Linked DNA regions of Mus musculus: region 2 is linked to region 1. Evidence: chromatin contacts called from public HiChIP or PLAC-seq data. All regions are on one chromosome and are shown on one strand. Each heading gives the region's core, a stretch centred on a gene start, on an enhancer-like site or on the middle of the called end of the contact. The rest is flanking DNA. Distances are from core to core; before and after follow the strand shown. Region 1 holds the start of Nus1 (NUS1 dehydrodolichyl diphosphate synthase subunit). Region 2 overlaps Slc35f1 (solute carrier family 35, member F1).

Evidence for each region. HiChIP or PLAC-seq counts read pairs in DNA pulled down with a chosen protein or histone mark.
Region 2: a contact with region 1 is called in an H3K27ac HiChIP or PLAC-seq map of epiblast stem cells. The contact joins the enhancer-like site here to the promoter of Nus1 in region 1. A contact is called at or near these places in 1 of 39 promoter capture datasets (hippocampal neurons) and 4 of 115 datasets of contacts at active chromatin or transcription factors (astrocytes, epiblast stem cells, forebrain and 1 more).

Annotation. Positions count from the first base shown.
Region 1 is chr10:52,414,807-52,421,286 of GRCm38.p6, reverse strand. It overlaps Nus1 (NUS1 dehydrodolichyl diphosphate synthase subunit), which reads right to left and starts at 3,740. Exons shown (of 5, transcript NM_030250.2): 1 at 3,119-3,740. The coding sequence starts at 3,545.
Region 2 is chr10:52,738,386-52,745,353 of GRCm38.p6, reverse strand. All of the region lies in intron 1 of Slc35f1 (solute carrier family 35, member F1), which reads right to left. Among named protein-coding and RNA genes, the nearest start is that of Slc35f1, 51 kb to the right of the region's middle. RefSeq lists an enhancer at 200-3,542. Within about 2 kb of position 2,518, at least 45 of the 459 cell types and tissues checked have an H3K27ac peak or open chromatin away from gene starts, as enhancers often do. A contact at or near this core is called in astrocytes, epiblast stem cells and kidney, where this site is marked.

The sequences.
Region 1 (6,480 bases), core at 2,491-4,990:
AGAAGCTGAGGCAGGAGAACCTTAAGTTGGAGGCCAGCCTACCAAGACAAAAGCAAACAAACTTGGTCATTGGTTCACAGGAAGAGACAAATGAAAGTAAATGTCAATGGGTATTTTAGTCTAAGAATTAAAAGCAACCTATAGCCCATCATAATCAGAATGAATGGTATTTAAATACAGATGTGAGGTTGATGAGATGTAGGCTAGGGGGAAATTAAATCATAGGCTTGTCTCCACAGTGGCTGCTATCAACACCCTTCAGCTCTACCTTGAGGCATAAGCCATTTTCCCCCTGAGAAGTAAAATCTACTGCCTTCATTCCAGACAGACAGTGTGACTGCTTGCTTAAACTAGGTCCTAAGGCCTTGCAGATTTGGTCTGATTCTCAGAACTTTTGATCTGAAGGCAAGTGGATCATTTTGAAGTCTCTATTATATAAAAAAGCCTATAGTAGCCTTATGAAGACAGGTGACCATCTCTTCCACTCCAGCCACTATGAATCAGGCATAAAATGGATGACACATGGCAACCTTTATGTCTCTGCCAATTGACTGACTGCAATCTATGTATGTAAGTGACTGCAAGGAAAATTGCCCAATTGTACTGAGTCAACACGTAATTATTTTAAAACACTGAACTTTGGGATAGATTTCTACAACATATGAGCAAAACAGCTGCCTGGGCATTCATCTTACATTGTTTTCCAACATTCTGCTACAGAAGCCTACCTGTTATACTCACTGTTCCCAATGACCAATTCAACACGTTAAGGAAAATCTAATGGGAAAGCCACCAAAGAGGTGGCATTTCCAATTCACATATAGGGAGGGACAAGGGAGTGTTTGAGCTCCTAATCCTATGTACCTTTGGGAGTTCCAATGCAAAGGTCACTTTCCCTTCTTCCTAGAGCCACCGGGGGACAACAGCACTTCAAGGGGATTTCCCCGTTTCTCTCCCTGGTCTTTCGTACTCATTTGTCACGACTTACATATGGGTCTGCATTGATATATAGTAGCTATCCCTCCTTGAAAGTTTTCTCGTTTATGTACATGTCAATACACAAAAACTTTTCTAAATATCTATAGCAAAACAATCTTAAATAGAGGCATACTAGAGGAAACAGAAGAACGTTTAAACACCTTTACCTATTCCAAGGTCTCTCTGTACTTTCAAACCTGAGCTTTCCCTTCCGGCTATCACCTCCTCTCCCCTCCCCTATCTTTTCCCCATTGTGTGTCTAAAACTATAAATTGTCCAGCACACTTATATTAGATGTATTCGTTATGTTCTGTTCTCATTGACTCCTGCATGCTTTCTCATGCTTAGAAAGCTATGCTATTTCATATACACCCAACTTGGGCTTGCTGAAAGAAAGAACCAGTCAAAAGCCAGGATATGTAAAGATCTCTTATTCAAACTATGAAATTATGGCCTTTAAAACAAAGTGCTTCTACAGAAGCACACAGAATCCTTGAAGTCTATTCAGTTAAAAAAAAAAAATGCCCCTTAAATCCCCATTTAGTTCTAGGTCAAAACTTGGCTTAAGTTGGCTTCTTTTCCTTGCTAATAATTTTCCCTCAAAGAGCATATGACACAGGACTTGAATCACACCAGAAATTGAGTAACAGGAACTGCAGGAACAAGGAAGTGTGGATGTATTGTGAACTCCTGCTTGGAAGCAGTCTTGTCAAACAACTCAGCTCTAGCTTTCCTTCCTACTGGATGTACGTCAATCCACGTTACTTAATGCCTTTGATTTCCTTTTTTATTGTCTTATTATATCCCACACTACTGACTGCACTGGGTCAGGCAAGGGCCATGTCGCCTCCTAGACTTCTACTGGTTTCATGAGTCCTTCGGGAAACTCTGTATTGTCAGTCTCTGAATATATTGCACTTTACCCTATAGGGCAAATTATCACTTCAGATGACAGACTCCTGGGGAGTCATCCTCCTTGCTAGCTGTAAAAGAGAATAAAGTAGTCAGAGGTTACTATTACCCCAACCAAACCCCAAACTCAAATACATAGCTGACAAAGATTTAAAGGCAAAACTCAAAATTGCTTCTCCGGAGCATGCAGGCAGTTTACCGGAGAAGAAAGCCGTCATTTTTCTTTCCTGCATACCAATCCTCCTGACTCACCCTACTCAGCCCATCTCTAGCTTTAAGGAAACACCAAGGCACTTAGACTTGACGGAAATGCAAGGCTGACATTTAGAGCCTCCTCTTTATCTCGCTCCTGGTCTTCAATCCCCTACTAACATTTCATCTCCTCTACCCCAACTCTCAAGTTCCTCCTTTCAGAATCTCCTTTCTAGTAGAAACACTCCCCAAATGTCATCCATCACCTCTGTGAGTGTGTCCCTTTCTCCCCTCCAGCCTGAGACGAAGGCAAAATTCCAAGAAATATATTTGCCATTATAACTAACGCTTTAGGCTTGTCATGCAGTAAGTGTTGAGTTCTGTCCTTAACAAACCCGTGGTGAAATCCACTGCCTTGATTACTTGAAGGAACACAAGTGTATCTAGTACTGTACTGGCCTCTAAGGTGAAATGGCAACACGTGATTTCAGGCCTTTTTCCAGGCCTATCAAAACTCTCACACACTTTTCAGAAACCCCATTCAAATGCCACCTAACTCCAAGAGAGCTCATTTGGAAATCCTACAATGCAGCTCACGTATAAAGCCGCCACTGCTTGGTCGCCCTTAAGATGAGTTCATTGAACCCCCTTGAAGAGACACTTTGAAGAGCGCACAGACTGGTTAACTCCCCGTTACTTTTATGACCTTGGGCAAATCAGTTAATGTTCTGAACGTCAGCTCCCTCTTTCGTGAAACAAAGCCAGAGAAAACCACCTCCCTTAACGGACTACATTAAATATCTTTTACATGTTACAAACACTAACCAAATCTAAAGACTTTGTCAACGTCAACGTTCAATAAGACTGATCTCCCTTCCTCGAAAGCACCAGCACAGTGTAAGGGCCAAGGGCTACCGAAACTCGCAGGGCCTGGAGAGGGCGGCGGCCTCGCAGGACGACCGGGAACAAACTAGCTAGAAACGTAGTCCTCAGACTCGGAAGTGCCTCGGTCACCCCACCTCCCACCCGGCCTCACCTTGGTGGTCGTAGACGCTAATGTAGGAGATCCCCACGGCCATACACCACACCACGAGGCTGGCGATGTCTGAGAAGCTGGGCTCCTGCACTTCCTCCGTGACCAACAGGCCCATGTGCACCGGCAGCTTCTGCAGGGACCGGACGTCCGCGCGCCAGCGCAGCCGAGGATGGGTGGCGGCCGGTCCCGGTCCCGGTCCCGGTCCCCCGTGCGGGTGCCGGTGATGACGCCGGTTCCTGCCGACGGCCCGGGGCTTGCGGAGCGTGAAGCCGAGCGGCGCTAGGACCGCGGCGGAGGCGGCGCGACAGCAGCGCCGCCAGATCCAGTTCCAGGTGCCGAAGCGAACGCGGAGCCAGGAGGTGAGCGTGAGGTGCAGGCAGAGCAGCGCGTGCAGCACCCGCCACACCAGCTCGTACAGCCCCGTCATACTCCTGTGGCGCTCGGGCACCGTCACCTCCCTCCGGCCCACACCCGCGGCGCGACAGGGTCTTATCCGCCCCAGCGGCCGGCGCGGGCCATCGCTCCGCGTCCCCCCACCCCCCGCGCCCGAGCCCCTCGCCACTGCCAACACCTCACCTAGCCCCCGCCGCCATCTTCCTCCGCCCTCCGCAGCCCCGCCCCCGTTAGTACATGGAGAGTTCTGATTGGCTGCCGGGGAACTCCGACGCGACCGGGAGTCGTGGCTGGAGCCGCCACCGCACTGCTAAAGAGAGCGTGCGCTTGAGAATGAGGCTGGCTCCGGGCCGCTGGCGCCCCCTGGGGATGAGGAGGGCGACGCGCCAACGCCTCTAGCCTTTCTCCTATGGAATGATTGGGCTGTTCCTCAGACTGAGGGGAGGATCTGCAGCTTGAGATTTGTTGCCTATCTCCCCCTCACGGCCATGACAGAAACGATTCCCAAGGAGTTAAAAGCAATCTAAATGAACTGGAAGTTACACAGAGAGAATCCACCACCGCATCAGCAAGTGTAGATGCTGGAAATCGACCACGGTCCCCAAACAGAAGTGTTCTTGTCCCCAAAGGCTCAAGTGTTCTTGGAGAGGTCTCATCACAGTTCTTTGTCCAATCTTCCGACGAGAATAGAACGTCCCAGAATGGGAATGAAGTCCTACAGCATAGGACCTGGAAACAGACTGTTAGGGTCTGACACTGTTAGGGTCCCTAACAAATCAAGCTCTGCCACCTGTCCTTCATAGACCAATGACACAATAGAAGGTAAATACAGAAAAGCGAAACTGATTCAATGTGGCCACTCTGAGAAGAGAATCAGTGCCCAGATACAGTTGGATCTGTGTAATACAGACATATTTTTTACTGTATAGCCCCTTTTCCCATTAGGAAATGTCTACAGGCCTTAATGTTTTGGCCATTGTCACCTGTTTTAATTGGTCTCATTTCTGTAAGAATTGCTTTGCTTTAGTTTAAAACGTGAGTCTCATGTCCATCTGCAAGTTTTGTTGCCTTTGGCAGGAAATGCCTGTGGAGGAATTTTAATTGGGCAACATGGCTCCTCTCAATAACCGTAGCCAAAGATATGATCTGGCCATGATCCACACTGGATTACAGTATGATCTGGCTGGAATACACACACTCCCTTAGCACATACCTGTAATCCCTGACAATGAAGATAAGGCTAGTTTGTTGAAGGAAGCATCCATGTTTGAAATTGATGTTTAATTGAAGGGCAAAGTTATGAATCAGGAAAAAAATTGAGTGAGAGATAGGATACGTCCAACTCACAGAAAAACAGACAGGAAACAGATGCTAGTTATGGGAGGGAGGAGAGAGAGAGAGAGAGAGAGAGAGAGAGAGAGAGAGAGAGAGGTGGAGTGGGGAGGTGGGTAGTATATGTGTATGGCAGTTTTACAAAAACAGTTTTACTGAGATAGGTTACAGAGGGAACAAACTAGATACAAGTGAAGACAGAATGAGTCAGAGAATGAGAGTCAGAACATATTAGAACATATTGCCAAAGTTAGTATGAAGCCAGTCAGAGCAATTCAGTAAGAAGCCAGATTGAATCAGTCAGCTCAGAAGATTAGATTGTATGGAGGCTAGAAGGTTCCAGGCATAGATCTAGGGATATTTAGAACAGAGAAGGAAACACTCTGGGTTCATTCCAAGCCATGTATCCATATAACCTGGGTACAGCTCTCATCTCATCCCTTCCTCTGAGGAAATAAAAGAGACATTTACAAGTGTCAGCTAAGGCTGAGGCACGCCCTACACACTTCTCTCCCTCTTGGTCTGATAGCCATAGCTCTTCTGAGAGTAGATAAAGTAGTGGAAGAGGGGGAAGACCATGAACAACAGCAAAATGCAGTCTTCTGCACTGGCTGCAGCTTAATGTTCTACAGCCCAGATGATGTCCTAGGGAAGCTGCTAGACACTCACTGAGACCTAGCTGACTGTCCCAGAGGCACCAAACCTGACCATCCCAGCTGCCACCCTATCATGTTTCTTTGATGTGCTTAGCTCTTTGCTCTCATGCTCCCTACTCTGGCAAGATTAAAGCCATTAGTCTCATGGATCCTTTACCTCTAGGCAGCCGATTTCCTTCTAAAATAGCTGAAGCAGGTAGGCGATTCTCTTATACTAAGGATGTTCAGCTTCCTAATGGGATAGAGCAGTGGAGGACCACTATGCTGCTTTTGTGGCTCTCAGTAGACTAGGGACAGAATTGTCTTATGCAGGACAGTTCTCTGTGTCACTTTGGACTGACATAGTTCTCCTGCTTCCCTAGAGTTCTCAGAAATAACTGTAAATGTGTTTAGAATGTAACATCTTAGGACACTGAAGTACTAGCCTCAACAACTGGGTCTTTATTCTAATACTCCGGTAGAAATGATGTTCTTCAGCACCTAGCAAGCAGTCCAGATTATAAAGTTCTGCACAGGCCACTTTCTGTGGTGCCTCATCTACAGTGGAAATGAGATATTTGAAAAAGAGATTCGAGAGCTGGAGAGATGGCTCAGTGGTTAAGAGCACTGACTGTTCTTCTAAAGGTCCTGAGTTCAAACCCCACAATCACATGGTAGCTCACAACCATCTATAATGAGATCAGATGTCCTCTTCTGGTGTGTCTGAAAACAGCTACAGTATGCTTATATATAATAAATAAATACATGTTTTTTTTAAAAAGAAAAGAAAAAATTAATTAAAATAAGATATTTTTTAAAAAGAAAGAAAAGAAAAGAAAAGAAAGGAAAAGAAAAGAAAAGAAAAGAAAAGAAAAGAAAAGAAAAGAAAAGAAAAGAGAAAATTCCATTCTCTCTGGACAGATTTTTTGGAGTCCTAGACTTCTGTTGTCTCCTTCTGCCTACCTATAATAAGTGCACCTTGTCTAATTAGATGTGTGGGTA
Region 2 (6,968 bases), core at 1,269-3,768, 330 kb before region 1:
GGGGAAAAGTGAAGTAGTTCTATTTCAATTGAAAACATATTTTAAAATTATTACCAGTGAGAAGTGATTTTTAACTGTTTAACTTAACAAAGTCAAGGTCATCTAAAAGATAAATTGTATTCTGTATACAGTCAATTAACAAAGGATTGGAAAACAAACAAACCCCTTGATCTCTCAGTTACTTTATTTAGCTTGTTCACCACTGAATGGCTCTTTTCCCTGTACTACTTTTATAGTTTATGGTGAGGTTAAAGCCATTGTAGCTCCCTAATATTTGCATGAGGCTCAAGCTTGAGAAAATTCAGATAGCTTTTATTACCTGGACTTATTAATGTCCTCATAATTCTTAGTAGCACTTAAGGCTATACTTTGAAATCTGGAAGGCTGAGAATCTTCATCCATAGATACTCAGGAGACATCAAGAACCACATATGCCCTGGTTGATACTTGCTGCACATAACTACACTGAAATGTTCTGCTTCCCTTGCAAAACAATCCAGACTATAGCAATAAATCACCCACTTCCGACCCACTGCGAGAACGACAGGTCATCCACACCCTCCTGTATCTTCCCAAGAGGCCTTATTGGAGATGTGAATGGCCTCCTATGTCCAGACTGGCTGAGATCACGCAAGTAGTAGTGAACTTAGAAATGTTCACATAAAAGATTTATAATGCCTACATTCTTGGCCTACTGGTCTAGGCCCTGGCCTATATCTACCTGAAAATATGGACAACTTTTGTATTTGGTGAGGTTTTGATGATAAGCCTAAACTATAAAATAAGATCTATAAAAGTTTTTTCTTTCTTTCTTTCTTTTTTTTTTTTTTTTTTTTAGTGTTTGCAAATAGGATTTACAAAAATGAAACTCAGGGGCCCATGTGTCATCTACCACCTTGTGTGTGTGTGTGTGAGTGCACATGCGCACACACACACACACACACATCAGGATGAACTATGTAAGATTCAGACAAGTTTTATGTTTATATACACAAATATATTTGTATATAAAACATATTTAGGTAAATGCATGCTTACAAATACATCAGTAAAGATATAAGCACACAGGTCTTACCAATCTTAAGGTTGACAATTAGGTACAAAGGACTCAACTCTCCCAAGTGGCAATCCAACAAGTGTATTTTCCCTCTCATTTTTAGGATGGAGGGGATTTTTAGCTCCCACTTATTCTATCTTCTGCCTTCTAACCAGAAAGGCACCCCAGTGAAGGTATAAAGTAGCTTTCCTACACACACTGGGGACGCAGAACGAAAGGAGAAGTACTAATTAAATGGCATCTACTTTCTCCTAAGGTTTAGCGGAGCCTCATCCAGAGTAAGTAAATGCCTGTGGTGAATATCATTATAAACTCTGTCCAGCACAGCCTGTGAACATGATCAGCAAGGAGCAAGCCTTCATCCACTTTCTGCCAACTTCTCTCCACACCCACCAGAGCTGGGTTTGCACATGGAGGTTCTGGGTACTATTTAATTGGAAACATCATTATTTTTCTTGAAAAATCAGAAAGTAAGATGAGCTCAATGAGTTCAATAGACAATCTTCAATTCCCCCCCCCCCCAAAAAGTAGATCCTCCTTTAGCTGTGGGAGGCTAAAGATTATAACCACAGGGCCGTTATCTACAGGGGAAACGGGATTTTCAGTTTCTAAGGAATGATTAATCCAAAGACCAAAATCAATCTTCCCTTGGCAAAGTTTTTGATCTGTCTTTTGCATGTTTCTTTCTCTCCTTTGTAATTAAGAAGATTCTGCCCTGAGTCTGATGAACCCCACAGGGTAAGGAAATATTGACAACTACTGCAGAGAGTTCACCCTGTGAACTGGATCAAAGGTAGCAAGATGGCTTTAAAGACACGGACTGCCAAGGAAGAAGATTAACCAGCTGAAGTTAATGTCAGCTGATTTAGGAAAGGGGAGAAGGGGGAAATCCTCTTAAATATTTTATCTTGTAAATCTTTACTTCACCAGCATTCCTGAATGAAGCAAATTTACTAGTTAGTGTTCTGAAATGGACAGGCTACAGAAAAAAACAAAACAAAACAAAACAAAAAACAAAAACAAAACAAAACAAAAACCAGATACACACAATGTAGAGAAGGAAGAGCGCACACGGAGCAGCACAGGTCCCCAGAGCAAAGTTGATCGAACATTCCAATTAAAAGCAAAGATAAAACATTAACCTTCTCAACAATGTCCATCAATGCTCCATTGGAAATAAGTCATGGCCAATCTGAGGAGACTCAGACACACAGTCTCTTCTCTATCCCCTTCGCCCCTCACACACACAAGGCTGAGCAAAAGACTCAATCTATCGGAATGCAGGTTTCATCACTGAAGCTATTGTTCTGTCAAAAAAAGGGGGGGTGGGTGGGCAGGGAGCGCTTCATTCATTAAGGCTGCAGCAGATGGCAGCTCTGCAGAAGGACGCAGCATGAGGCTGGCCACCGGCTGGCAAGCACAGTCCAAGTAACATTCACGCCCAGCTGCACTGTGAGGCTCTTTTCAGAAGCCTTGCATTCCTCAGGCAGGGGCTCCCTGGGGAATCCCAGGGGCTTCATGTTTAGGCACTGCCCTTGGCAATCAGGGCACAGTCCCATTCCGTGTCTCTGGACTTCCTCTTCCATGCTCTCTGATTGCACCTAGGTTTTCTACAGAGATTAGGATTCTGGCAAAAAGAGCATTCCTGTGGGGGTCTTTGAACAGAGTCTTAGGTCTGCAAAAGGGTCTTTTCCAGGTCCCTTACCCTGGGCGCATTGCTGGGCCTACACTATACAAAGAAGCAAGCTGGTGAATATTCACAGTTTTGTTTTGTTTTGTTTTAGTTTCTGGGTTTTTTGTTTGTTTGTTTATTTGTTTTTTGTTTTAGATAATACAGGAATGTGAAAGAAAGAAAGAAAGAAAGAAAGAAAGAAAGAAAGAAAGAAAGAAAGAAAGAGAGAAAGAAAGAAAGGAGGAAGATGGAAAGAAGGAAGGAAAGAAGAAAGAAAGAAAGAAAGAGAGAGAGAGAAAGAGAAAGAGAGAGAGAAAGAAAGAAAGAAAGAAAGAAAGAAAGAAAGAAAGAAAGAAAGGAGGAAGGAAAAAGAAAGATGGAAAGAAGGAAGGAAAGAAGAAAGAAAGAAAGAAAGAAAGAAAGAAAGAAAGAGAGAGAAAGAGAAAGAGAGAGAGAAAGAAAGAAAGAAAGAAAGAAAGGAAGGAAGGAAGGAAGGAAGGAAGGAAAGAAAGAAAGAAAGAAAGAAAGAAAGAAAGAAAGAAAGAAAGAAAGAAAGAAAGAAAGGAGATCACAGCATGCCTTTCAAACCTGCAAAAATGTAGTCTGTTCCTTTTTAGATATTTTTGTGCTTCCTTAAAATCATCGTATGTATAAGACACAATACTCCGAACTTTTCCCACTGTCTTTGATTCCATTAAGTGAGATCAATCATAAGACTTTATAAATTTCATTTTCTCCTTTTTTATTTTTGTCATACATTTCTTTATGGGTTCATATTGAATACTGTTATTTAGATCATACCTGTCCCTGCCTCCCCATCTGTTATATTCCCTGATAAAATGTGATCACAAGGTTAAGTTTCCAGCCAGTGTTTTCTATCTTGAAAATGGTTTTAATCCAGACAGTCTGTATGATAAGTCACCCTTTCTGTCTTAAACTCAGCAAACAGTCCTTTACTCATTCTGTTACAACCTCCTTTGTCTGTTGGTTTTTCTGCCTAAGAAGGAGCAGATTGTATTCTTTCATTTTAGGCTCTGTACTGTTTTTATTTTAATTTTATATATCTGGATCTTTTGCCTGAATGTGTGTGGGTGCACCATGGGGCCTCTGAGCCCCTGGAACTAAAGTTATAGATGGTCATGAGTTACCATGTGGTGCTGGAAATTGAACCTGGGTCCCCTGGAAGAATAGACAGTGTTCTTAACTGCTGAGTCATCTCTCCAGCCTGGCACTGAATTTTTTTTAATTTATTTATTTTATGTGAGTACATTCTTGCTGTCTTCAGATACACCAGAAGAGGGCATCTGATCCCATTACAGATGGTTGTGAGCCACCATGTGGTTGCTGAGAATTGAACTCAGAACCTTTGGAAGAGCAGTCTGAGCTCTTAACTGCTGAGCCATCTCTCCAGTCCCCAGCACTGAATTTTATCTCTAAACCTTGTAGACTTGTCCAATCTTACTCCAAAGCCCAAGCCCCCTTACTCTGACTTGGGAGGATTCTGGACTATGGATGAACCCTACAAATCATTATTTTTATAGATAACATTCACACTTCTGAGAAAAATTCCATATGAAAGGAAATATTTCCATTGGAGTCTAAAAATAGAACATCTAGACAGAAATAAATAGTAAATTAATTCACTCACTTGTGCATATCTATGATTTTTCTTTTAGGTTAGACATATTTTAAAATATATTCTTTCAGTTTATGCTAAAGAATTGGGGGAAAATATTTCCACTTCCATGAAAGGCTTTGACTACTTGAAGTTCCTGTATTTATCAACATTGAAGTCTCAACACCTGCTTTCTTCTGTGTCTTAACTGTAATTTAAGAAATTATAATTTCAACAGTGCACATTTTCAAATTAAAGATTTTAATCATGTTTACTATAAAGCCTCAAAGTTGTTTTAGATGACTTTTTTATCTTCACCAGAGTAGTCGTACCTTGGAATCTCGTCATTTGCTTGAATTTATTATTACCTGTGCCAGGAATACTTTAACTAAGTCAATGGCCAGTGTCACATGCATTCATCTGGGATCATTCCCCTGATGGGTAAGCCTCCTTGAGAGTAGGTGTCTTTGCAAGACACGGATCTTCCATAGCACCTACCCTACAGTACTTGGTAAATGGTGCTCAGTTATGTTCAACAACAAAACTATCAAACTGTTGGTCTTACTGCTATGGACCAGAGGGACAGCACAACAGAGTACACAGCCATGGCTGCAGTTCATTCAATTAGAGCTAGAGCCCAGCTGGCTGCTGGTGGCTCTTGCCTTTAATTCCAGCACTTGGGAGGCAGAGGCAAGTGAATCTTTAAGGTCCAGTCCAGTCGGGTCTACAAGAGCAGGTTCCAGGATAGCCAGGACTACATAGAGGAACCCAACTTGAAAAGCTGGGGGGGGGGGAGAGAGAGAGAGAGAGAGAGAGAGAGAGAGAGAGAGAGAGAGGGAGAGGGAGAGGGAGAGGGAGAGGGAGAGGGAGAGGGAGAGGGAGAGGGAGAGGGAGAGGGAGAGGGAGGGAGGGAGGGAGGGAGGGAGGGAGAGAGAGAGAGAGAGAGAGAGAGAGAGAGAGATTAAGCCTCAGCATAATGGCACTACATGTTCTGAGTCATTATTTAATCTCACTGGGTATCTAAATACTAAAGGTAGGGAGAGTTCAGGAGAAATTCTGATTCAACCACACCGTGTTAAATTGCTGGGCAAAATACATAGCTTCTGATTACTAGATTGCAAGTCATATTCCAACTTTTTGCTAAAGCACGGAGTGAACAAGCTTGAAGAACACATCTCTATACACCTATCAAATCTCTACCCACAAACAACATCCAGAAGAACAAGGCTGGAGTGTAGACATGGAGCAAAGAGGAGGTAGTATGGAGTCAGACATGACTGAAAGGCTGTAGGTGAACCATGTATCACAGATATGAATGTGATGACAAGTGTTAATCAAAACAACACATGTGAGACTCTACCTGCAAAGGGGAGACTCCACACCTGCACATGGAGCACGATTCATTCCACAGAACATGAAAGACGATGCACTATCAAGTGAAAGAACTCCCATTGTCCCGCAGAGAGAGACACATATTAATGAAGGTGAGAGATGCAAATCTCCTGTGTCTACTAGCTGATGTACCAGCTTCCTGGACTCATGCCACTGACACCACCATTCACAACTCCCTCAGAAGAACCTGAAAACAATAGTGACTTAGGAAAGTAAGAGTCTTGGGGATTCGGGTGAACAGGTGGTGTTTTCAAATCTTATCCAACTTGAAGGTGATAATTACATGAGGGAAATGAACATACAAGGTGTGAGCAGGCAGCTCCATAGATGTTTTTGAGATGGAAGGCTTTGTTGTATGTGTGCTCTCATTCATAAATGCTAGAACAATCAGCTGCTGGAAGGGATCTTAGGGCATCTCCCATAAGCCAAGCTTTGGTGGGAGGCTTGCCAATCTAATAAAGTGATTCTGAATTATAATTTATAGAAAGGAAAAAGAGCCAGAACAATTAAAAATCTTGTCAAATCTGATCTGATGGGGGACAGATAATAAGCTAGGCAGAATAATTAATAACATGGAATGGGGGTTAATAACTGTTGCAAGAAGAAAACAACTTGGATCATATTATAGCTCACGTGGCATCAAAGGCACAAATTAATGCTCTATAGCTCATATGATTGATTGAGAAGCCACTCTTTTATAAACATCTGCAAAAGTGATTTCACTATTGTATCACTTCGAAGAGTTGCTTGAAAATTCAATGGGTTGATAAGCAAGCATTTAATTATAAAACAGCCTAGACTACTTGGCCCTTGTTAACCTTTCCAATTTTATCTTCAGTACACATTCTAAACTCTGGGCTATTCTTTCATATTAATGCTCACTATATATATATAGTGAGATTCCTTGGAATATCCTTTGCCCTCCTGCTCCATGGAAGTCTTATTGATCCTTTGAACCTAAGCTTTAATGTTACAAAAGTCTTTGGTCCTTAACAGAAAGTTGGCTCTTTTCTCCTTGAGTTTTGTTAACAACTCCCTCATGGCTCATCTGCACAACAGCACATACTCTGTTAGAATTACCCAACCACACTCAAGTGGGAAGTCTTTAAGATAGGAAAGTTATTCCAACATCAAACCCAAGGCTGAATATGTAATAGATTCTGGAAAATGTTGGGTAAACAAATGAATGACATTCATAGTGGCAAACTGAAAATTGGAATGGTTGTCCTTGC